2 separate regions of the Capra hircus genome follow, and region 1 is linked to region 2. A link is a contact called in public Hi-C data. All regions are on one chromosome and are shown on one strand. The core of a region is the stretch at or near the end of the contact, and the rest is flanking DNA. Distances in the headings are between cores, read along the strand shown.

The links. A called contact is a pair of places that touch in the nucleus more often than the background predicts.
Region 1: a contact with region 2 is called in a Hi-C map of blood, with 4 times the contacts expected there. The contact joins the promoter of ETHE1 here to the enhancer-like site in region 2. A contact is called at or near these places in 2 of 5 Hi-C or Micro-C datasets (both in blood).

The regions. Positions count from the first base shown.
Region 1 is chr18:52,738,952-52,743,899 of ARS1.2, forward strand. It overlaps ETHE1 (persulfide dioxygenase ETHE1, mitochondrial), which reads right to left and starts at 1,906. Exons shown (of 7, transcript XM_018062515.1): 1 at 1,744-1,906; 2 at 1,174-1,318; 3 at 860-1,008. The coding sequence starts at 1,824.
Region 2 is chr18:52,651,771-52,656,526 of ARS1.2, forward strand. No RefSeq gene overlaps it. Among named protein-coding and RNA genes, the nearest start is that of LYPD3, 36 kb to the right of the region's middle. Within about 2 kb of position 1,806, at least 2 of the 5 cell types and tissues checked have an H3K27ac peak or open chromatin away from gene starts, as enhancers often do.

The DNA of each region.
Region 1 (4,948 bases), core at 656-3,155, 87 kb after region 2:
AACCTTCCGATCCCACACACAGACCTCATGTCCACAAAATCTTCTGACTCAGATAGACTGATCTCGTTTAGCAAAACCTGGAGACAAAGTCCTCACCCTGTCATCTAACATTCTGTCTACAAAGCCAGCCAAACTCTCTTCAGTGTTTCGAAACTCTGATCAGAAATGAGTTCTGCCAGCTGTTTCCCCTTCCCCCTGAGGGCAACTCCCCCTAGCACCCTCCTCACCCATCATATTGCCCTGGGTTAAAATTCTGGCCGGAACCCTGCTGATATTGCTGGTTGCAAGAAAAAGGAGGTAGGAACCTTCAGACCATTGCTGTGTGAGGCAATAGCGGGGCTGGAGTTAGGGTGAGGCAAGCAGGCTCCTAAAGGGGCGCAATATTTAAGGAGGCACCCACTGGAAGGTGCCAGCCCTGTCGTTTCACAGACGTGAGAATGAGCGCCTCCTTAAGTGTTGCGCCCGAGGCACCTCACTTGCCTCACCCTAGTTAGTCCTTGCTCTGGGGCTGCTGGATGCACCTTCTTCTATCTATGACCTTGGAATTCCAGCTCCAGTTAAATATTATGAGACTCCAACTGCAAAGGAGTTGCCACAAGGTTACAGAAAACTCTTTTAAGTGTTGTTGACTTAAGGGGTTCGGTCAGAGGCACACCTGCCAGAGACTCTTGGCCCACTTTTCCACCTGGGTTTATGGTGCCCTCCTCCCAGAGACAGAAACTCCTCCAAGAGACAGATAGGAACTCAGGCCTGGCCGCCCCTCCTACCCCAGGTCTCAGAAGCCCAGGCCTCCATCCCCACTTCCCTTTAGCACAGGAAGTCCAGGCCACCTCCCTCTTAGGCCCAGCATCCAACTCACGAAGCGCCCGAACTGGATGGAGTCTCCATCCTCAATGTGCCAGTCAGCCTGGGCCCCGCTAAGGCGGGAGATGACAGACTGGCAGCCGGGAAGTAGGGACCGGAGCAGCCCGGAGCCGGTAATGTGGTCCGCATGGCAGTGGGTATTCACTGGGAGAGAGAGGAGGGCCAGGTCCGGGAGGGCACAGAGAGGACCCGGGATTCCAGCCCCCAGCGCCCGCCCCCGCCGGCCCTGAGACCCAGGAGTCCGGGTCTCCGGCTTCCCGCTCCAAGCTGCGGCCCCGCGCCCTCAGACCCTAGGAGCTCCACACTGACCCGCATACAGCAGCCGCAGCCCCAGCTCCTTGACCAACTGGGCATCTCGTTGCGCTGTCTCCAGAACCGGGTCGATCAGAACCGCCTCTCGGGACTCTCGGTCCCCCAGAAGATAAGTATAGGTGCAGCTCTTGGACTCAAACATCTGGGAAACGGGGCGGGTACAGCTAAGAGCGCAGAATCGGACTTCCACTCATTGCGGGCCCAGGAGCCCAGGCCTCAACTCGAGTGTCTTCCTAAGATCTCGGCCCAGAAACTCCAGACCCGTTTTACTGTCTAAACCAAAGAATTCCAACATCCATCCGTCCCCAAATTTGGGTCCCCATCACCCATTCTGAAATAGAGGCAGGTTGCCGGCCCCAAGCCCGGGGGATTCCAGAACCACCCCACCCTCACCCCACCCCCACCACCACCACCTTTAAAGGACTCAAGAGTCTAGCCCCACACCACTTCCTCCAAGATCTAGGATTGGGGCCAGGGTATCTCTCCGGATTTAAAGGACCCAGGAGTTCCGCCCTTGCACCCGCTCAGGACCCAGTAATCTTGCTCCCGGGTCCAGCCACAGCGAACCTGCCGTAGGAGAACGGGGGCTCCAGACCCTGTGTGTTGACTGAGCCGTCGGCCGGCGACCTTCAGTGCAGACCCCGCCATGGTGCCCAAGGAAGAGTAGGGACGGAGCGGAGGACGAATGCCCGCGGAAGCCCGCTGCTCCGCTGGCTGACCCCGGAGGGGCAGGGCGGGGGCGGGGCCCGCCTTAAAGGAGCCGCGACTGCCCGGACCGAGGGCGGGGCTGAGCAGAGCGAGGCTGGCGAGTTTGGAAAGACTGAAGAGAGGAGACAGCAAGACCCGGAGAAACAAAGAACAGTCACCTCACACCGGCCTGAATGGCCATCATCAAAAGTCTATGAACAATAAATGGTAGAGAAGGTGGGGAGAAAAGGGAACCCTCCTACACTGTTGGAAGAGTTACAACCACTATGTGGAGAACAGTATGCTGCTAAGTCGCTTCAGTCGTGTCCGCCTCTGTGCGACCTCACAGACGGCAGCCCACCAGGCTCCCCCGTCCCCGGGATTCTCCAGGCAAGAATACTGGAATGGGTTGCCATTTCCTTCTCCAATGCATGAAAGTGAAAAGTGAAAGTGAAGTCGCTCAGTCGTGTCCGACCCTTAGCGACCCCATGGACTGCAGCCCACCAGGCTCCTCCGTCCATGGGATTTTCCAGGCAAGAGTACTGGAGTGGGGTGCCATTGCCTTCTCCGGGAGAACGGTATAAAGGTTCCTTAAAAGAAAAAAAGCGTCTGCCTACAATGTGGAAGACCTGGATTCGATCCCTGGGTGGGGAAGATCCCCTGGAGAAGGAAACGGCAACCCACTCCAGTACTCTTGCCTGGAAAATCCCGTGGACGGAGGAGCCTGGTACGGTACAGTCCATGGGGTCACAAAGAGTGGGACACGACTGAGCGACTTCACTTCACTTCTTCACTTCAAAAAAATAAATAAATAAAAATACAACTACCATATGATCCAGCATTCTCCCTCCAGGGGCACATATCCAGAGAAAAGCACAATTTGAAAAGAAGTATGCCCTCCAACATACCCTGCAGCACTCTGTACCACAGCCAAAACAGGAAGTAATCTAAATGTCCATCAGCTGGGGGAATGGATAAAGAAAGTGTGGCACATAAATAAAAGGGAATATTACTCAACCATTAAAAATGAAATAATGCACCATGAATAGACCTAGAGATCATCCTACTACCTGAAGTAAGTCAGAGAGAAAGATGAATAGCATGTGCTATCACTTATACGTGGAATCTTAAAAAATGATACAAATGAACTTATTTACAAAACAGAAACAGAGTCACAGACTTTGAAAACAAATGTATGCTTACCAACGGGGGACAGGTTGAGGGGAGGGATAAATTAGGCATTAACATACACACACTGCTACATATAAAATAGAGAAACAGCAAGGTCCTACTGTATAGCGCAGGGAACTCTGCTCGGCATTCTGTAATAAGCTGTATGCGAGAAGAATCTGAAAAGAACGGATGTGTGTGTACGTAAAAATGAATCACTTTGCTGTTCACCTGAAACTAACACAACATTGTAAATCAACTCTACTCTGATATAAAATAAAAAATAAATTTTTTTAAAAATCAGAAAGACAAAACACAGGAAGATACTCAAAGGTCAAGGGAGGTACATTGGGAGAAGCACAGACTTCTTTCTCTGGAGAAGTAGAAATCCAATAAGAGACCCCAATACACTCATAGCTCTGGGGCCACTTTATAGGAAACCCAGGCAGTTGGACACTCATTTCTAGAAAAAAAAAAAAGTTTGGCGCAATGTCATTAGTGTCTTGAGGGGCTGTTGGATGGGTGCCTGGTTCTAGAACAACATATTATCCAATTAAAGTTTATTTTAAATTCGCTTAAGTATTTTATCCGGAATGTTTATCTCTTCCCAGGAAAAAAATCATTAAAAAAAATAATTTCCCAGAATTCCCTGGGCGTTCAGGGTTAAGACTCGGCACTTTCACTATTGACAGGTCTAAGATCCCACAAGCCATTAGGTGCAGCTAAATAAATAAATAAATGCTTGCTAAGTTTCTTCAGTCATGTCTGACTCTTTGCAACACTATGGACTGGCTCCTCTGTCCATGGGATTCTCCAGGCAAGAATACTGGAGTGGGTTGCCATTTCCTCCTCCAGGGGATCTTCCCCACCCAGGGATCAAATCTTCATCTCTTAGTCTCCTGCATTGGCAGGCAGGTTCTTTACCATTAGTGCCACCTGGAAAGCCCCAAATAAATACATAATTTTCCATGATGCCTTGCAAAATCGGGTTTGGAATCATTTGGCCTCTTTTGGAATGTGAACCTCTAAAAATGGCTTTTGTTAATTTACACCAAGGACCTAGAGTTGGTGTAAGAAACACGTCTAGTCATGGGCAGCCTGAAAGTTTACTCTTTGGAATCATATAAATAGCGAGAATAGGGCACCCCACCCTCACCTAGAGGGTCAGAGATTCAGAGGTCAACTGTATCACATCATTTTATATGAGATACATTAGCATTCCCCATTCTGTAGCCAAGAGGGGTCCTGAACTAACCACTCCCACCCCATCCCATGGATACTGAACTCATGTTCACGCTTAGTAGTTTCAGTCCTGTCCTACACTTCATGAGCCCGTGGACTGTAGCCCACCAGGTTCCTCTATCAGTGGGATTCTCCAGGCAAGAATACTGGAGTGGGCTGCCATGCCCTCCTCCAGGGGAACTACCCGACCTAGGGATCGAACCAGCATCTTCTGTGTCTCCAGGATTGCAGGCGGGTTCTTTACTGCTGAGCCACTAGGAAAGCCTGTGGATGCTGAGGGATGACTGTAATTCTCCCTATGTTTGGGGAGACAGCCAGTGCTCCGTCTTTGGTCCTCTCCCCTTAGCCAGCTTTGCCAGACTCCCAGTGTGTTTCTGATGGACTTTATGAGGGGAGAGACTCAGAGACAAGGAAGATGCAGAAACTCAGTGATATTGAGAGATAGAGAGAGAGATCTGGAGAGTTTCAGAGATACATGGAGAGGCATAGAGTTGAAATGAGGTGTGAGTCAAAAGGACTATGGTCACAAAGATATACCCGGAAGGACTTTACTGGCTGTCCAGAGGCTAAGACTCTGTGATTTCACTGCACAGGTTTGATCCCTGGTCAGGCTCAGTTGGTAAAGAATCTGCCTGCAATGCAGGAGACCCGAGTTCGATTCCTGGGTTGGGAA
Region 2 (4,756 bases), core at 556-3,055:
TGTGCCCCAGTATCCTCATTTGTACAGTGGAATAATCATAATTTGTAGTGTGGTGGTGGTTGTTCATTCATGTGAAATGACTTAGTCTTCAAGAAGCTCTTAGAACATCACCTTGTACAGAAGAAGAGCTCTGGGACTTCCCTGATGGTCCAATGGTTAGGACTCTGCCTTTCCACTGCAGGGGGCACAGGTTTGATCCCTGGTCAAAGAACTAAGATCCCATAAGCTGGGCAGCATGGCAAAATAAAAAGAAGAAGAAGAGCTCAAAGTCATTATCGGAATAATATTGAGATGAAATCTCAGTAATGAATAGGGGAAGACCTGGCCACCCACTTCTGCAGGGACCAATTGGGTATGGAGAGCCTTGCCAAGCAGGAGATGTCATTTTGGGTTTTATGTTCTTTTGCCAGAGCCTGATGGCCCACTCACAGCCACCACAGCCAGTGCTGATTCAGATCTGTGACCCATAGAGGGTGACACGAGTCTTTCTGTTGGTACCGAAACTGTGGCTCGGTGTGGGAGATAGAATGCGTACACACGTGCTCAACTGCTTCAGTCGTGTCCGACTCTGTGTGACCTGGTGGACTGTAGCCCCCAGCTTCCTCTGTCCATGGGGTTCTCCAGGCAGAAATACTGGAGCGGGTTGCAGTTTCCTCATCCATGGGATCATCCCAACCCAGAGATTGAGCCCGTGCCTCTTTTGTCTCCTGAATTAAGCAGGTGGATTCTTTACGACTAGTGCCACCTGGGAAGCCCGGGAGATAGAATAATGCCCCCCCTAGAATTTCCACATCCTAATCCCTAGGACCTGTGACTATGTGATGCTGTGTGGCAAAAGGGGATTTGCAGGTGTGCTTAACTCAAGCATCTTGAGATGGGAAGATTATCCTGACAATTATCAGGAAAGGTCCAGTGTAACTACTTGGGTCTTTATACAAGGGAGGCAAGAGGGTCAGAGTCAGAGAAGGAGATGTGTGGACAGAAGCAGAAGTCAGAGTTATGTGGCTGGGAGCCAAGGAATGCAGGCAGCCTCTGGAAACTGGAAAAGGCAAGGAGCAGATTCTTTCTTAGAGCCTCCTTTTTTTTTTTTTTTTTTCCCTTTTAAAAAATATTTATGAATTTGGCTGCACCAGGTCTTGTGGGGTCTTTAGTTCCAGCATGCGAACGCTTAGTTGCATCATGCGGGATCTAGTTCCCTGAGCAGAGACAACCTGGGCCCCCTGCAATGGGAGCGTGAAGTCTTAGCCACTGGACCATGAGGGAAGTCTCTTTTGAAAGAAGAAGGCTTTTGATTTTAGCCCAAGAAGACCTATGCAAGATTTCTGACCTCCAGAACTGTAAGATAATAAACTTGTGTTATTCTAAGCCATTAAGATTGTGGTCAGCTGTTATAGCAGCGATTGGAAACTAATACACTCAATGTAAGCAATGTCTGGGCAATTTGGTGGTGTTTGTAGCTGTACGCCTAAATTTTTTTTTTAATTTAAATAGGAAATACGATCCCCTGGTTCAAAATTCAGCAAGTGTATACAACTACTTGAGAAAACTGTTTCTCAGTATTCTGCTAAACATATATATATACATATATCCTTTAACCCTGCACTTGCAGCCCTGCCTACATACTGGATAGGAGGGCATAGGTATGTCCACCAAAGGACTCAGACAAGAATGTTCCTGGCAGCAATATTTGCAGTTGCCAAAAATTGGACGTATGGGACTCTCAGAACTCAACCTGGCTCAAGACTCTGTCTGGAAGCACTTCCTAATCGTTGGGCTGTCCCTGCACCTGGGCAGCCCTCCCGGGAGGTTGGTGGGCGCAGGCTGAGGGTGCCAGGGTGTGGGCTGATAACGTCCTCCCAGCTCCAAGCTGGGTGCAGTGATAGGACTGGGAAGAGCCTGGAACACCATCAGTGTTACAAGAGCCCAACACTGAACCCAGGTCCTTTGCCCTGGGCCAGAATAATATCTCTGCGTGGCTGGCACCTCCCCTGTACCTCCTACTGCTTTGAGATAAGTATCAAGAAATTTGAGCTCTGATTGGTAACACATAGGGAAAATAATTAATACTCCAAATGCATGATGCTGCTGTGTGCTAAGTTGCTTCAGTCCTGTCCGACTCTTTGCGACCCTCTGAACTGCAGCCTGCCAGGCTTCTCTGTCCATGGGATTCTCTAGGCAAGAATAGTGGTGTGGGTTGCCATGCCCTCCTCCAGGGGATCTTTCTGACCCAGAGATCAAACCAAGTCTCATGTCTCCTGCATTGACAGCCGGCTTCTTTACCACTAAGGCCACTTGGAAAGGCCAAATGAATGATACAGCTTCCAAATGTGAAAGAATGGGCTTGGGCTTGCCAGATTAGCTGTAAAAGGATTGCTGTTATTCCAGACTTGACTTTCTCAAAGCCTATGAGCCCTGAGAATAGGGAGGCTACTCCAGATCAAGAGTCAGGAAAAACCCACACCCGCAGTTCCTGTAAGAATGACAACTGCAGAGACCAGCCCCTCCGTTCTGCATGCTGTGTTGCCAGAGAGATGGGAGTGTGCCTGCGTCCCGGTCAGGCCTCTGTGCCCAGACAGCTGTCTCCATTCTGAGGGTGACAGCCCAGTGAACCTCGCTTAAAAAAAAAAAAAAATACCCAGGGAAGTTCTAGAATCATCTGGATCCAATCATTTTTACAAGCAGCAAAAGTTCTGGGAAACTTACTTGTGGAAACCACTCAATTTTCTTCGCTCGTCAAATGGAGGTAATCATAATCTGGCTATAGGGAACTGCTGGGATGATTAAGTGGCTTCTGCAGGGCACACAAGAAGGAATGTGGGTTTGCAGGGCTCAAAGCTTACACAAGAACTAGGAGGAAAGATTTCGAAATGACTCCAAAGATCTTAGGATGCATGAATCCCTCATCTGCACCTTTATTTACAAAGCAAGGCTTCATTGAGCTAAAGACAAAAATTCAGAAAAACATAGCCCATGTATAATTGAATGATAAATAGATCTAAATTAATATATTTAGATTAAAAACCTCAAATCAGATAATGCAGGGACCTCCCTGGTGGGCCAGTGGCTAAGACTCAGGTTCAATCCCTGGTCAGGGAACTAGATCCCACATGCTGCAACTAAGAATTCGAATGCCACGATAAAAGATTGCTCAGGCTGCAACTAAGACCCAGGGCAGCCAAAGGAAAATAAGTAAATAAATAAATATTTTTAGAAAACAGATAATGCAATGATATGATCAAATAAGGCATTCACTCTTCAACAGCCAGCAAACGTGGATGTCTTCCAAGCTTCCCGCCAGCTCCCTCTAGACAGCCACACCCAAATGAGAAATGTAGACACAACAGCTTCTTCCCCCTGCCATTCTCCCTATTGTGTTCCCTAATGGCAACCCACTCCAGTACTCTTGCCTGGAAAATCTCATGGACTGAGAAGCTTGGTAGGCTACAGTCCATGGGGTCGCAAAGAGTCGGACACGACTGAGCAACTTCACTTTCCCTTTCCCCACATAAACCCTGTCCACCCTGGGCCTGAGAGTTTTCTGCAAAGAGCCATGACCTGGGAGCTCTCTGGGGTCCTCTCAGAGACAAGCTCTGATGTCTCCTGCTGGGGAGCAGAGCCCAAGATCTCTGAGCTGATGATAACTTTTGGCCCCCGATTCCTCACCCCTCCCCGTATTCACACTCTTTACCATGTAACTTTGTAGTTACATGACTCTGGGTTGGCTGTGGGACCTGCTTTCACCAGCAGAATGAGTTGGAAGTGACAGAGCGCCAATCCCCAGCCTAAGTCTTAATTGAGGGGCCCCCACCCATTTCAACCTGTACTTTTGTTGCGATGAGACCAGGCTAGATCACCCAACAGCTGACACCCCACCACCACCCCCTACCCTGCCCCAGACTTGTGGGTAAGCACAGCTGAGCCCAGGAAAACCATTCAGCCAAGATCAGCCTAAATTGCCCAGGCACCACAAACTTGTGAGCTAAATGAAAGTTACTGAGGGTCAGGGCTGGTTTGTTACACAGCATTGCTACTGCAGAAGCTAAATGGTATGGGAAATCTGCAGGTCCAAACTAAGCTACCAGAAAAAGTGCCAAAGCCAGAGTACTTTCCCAAATGGGTCCTGACCTATTTACCAAGCCTCCTTGGCCAGGCTCCCTCCCACACAAAGATGCACCCTTTTCCCAGAACAAGGGGGATTCTCTCAGGCCTTGACTACCTGTCCTTTAAAGCTCTGCTCTAATGTCACTTCCTTCAAGAAGACATCTTGGAACCCAGGCAGTGTCCACAGCTGAATATAGTTCAATGTTGTCGCTGCATTAGCCAAATATTGAAACAGGAGTACTCTGCAGAGCCAGGGAGCTAATGTTCAGGGGATTTCTCAGGAAAGAATACCAGGGTGTGTCTGCCTTTCTCCAAGGCTCCTAGAAAGCAGGGACTCCTAAGAGGAGGTGTCGGGGTCAGGGCCAGGGTAGATGCTAACTCAGCTGACCGTGCTCCATCCAGCCACCAAAGGGCGTTCTCAAAACACCAACCTGACTTCTTGGCTTCAAATTCCCACAGTGGCTCCGAGTTATTCTTGATTGCTTTCGGTTCAAATCCTGGGTCCACCACTTGATTCATTCTGAAACTCTGGACTAGAGACTACCTCTCCAGATCTCTATTTCTCCATGGGGTCGTTCAGTTCAGTTCAGTCGCTCAGTCTGTCCGACCCTTTGCAACCCCATGAACCACAGCACGCCAGGCCTCCCTATCCATC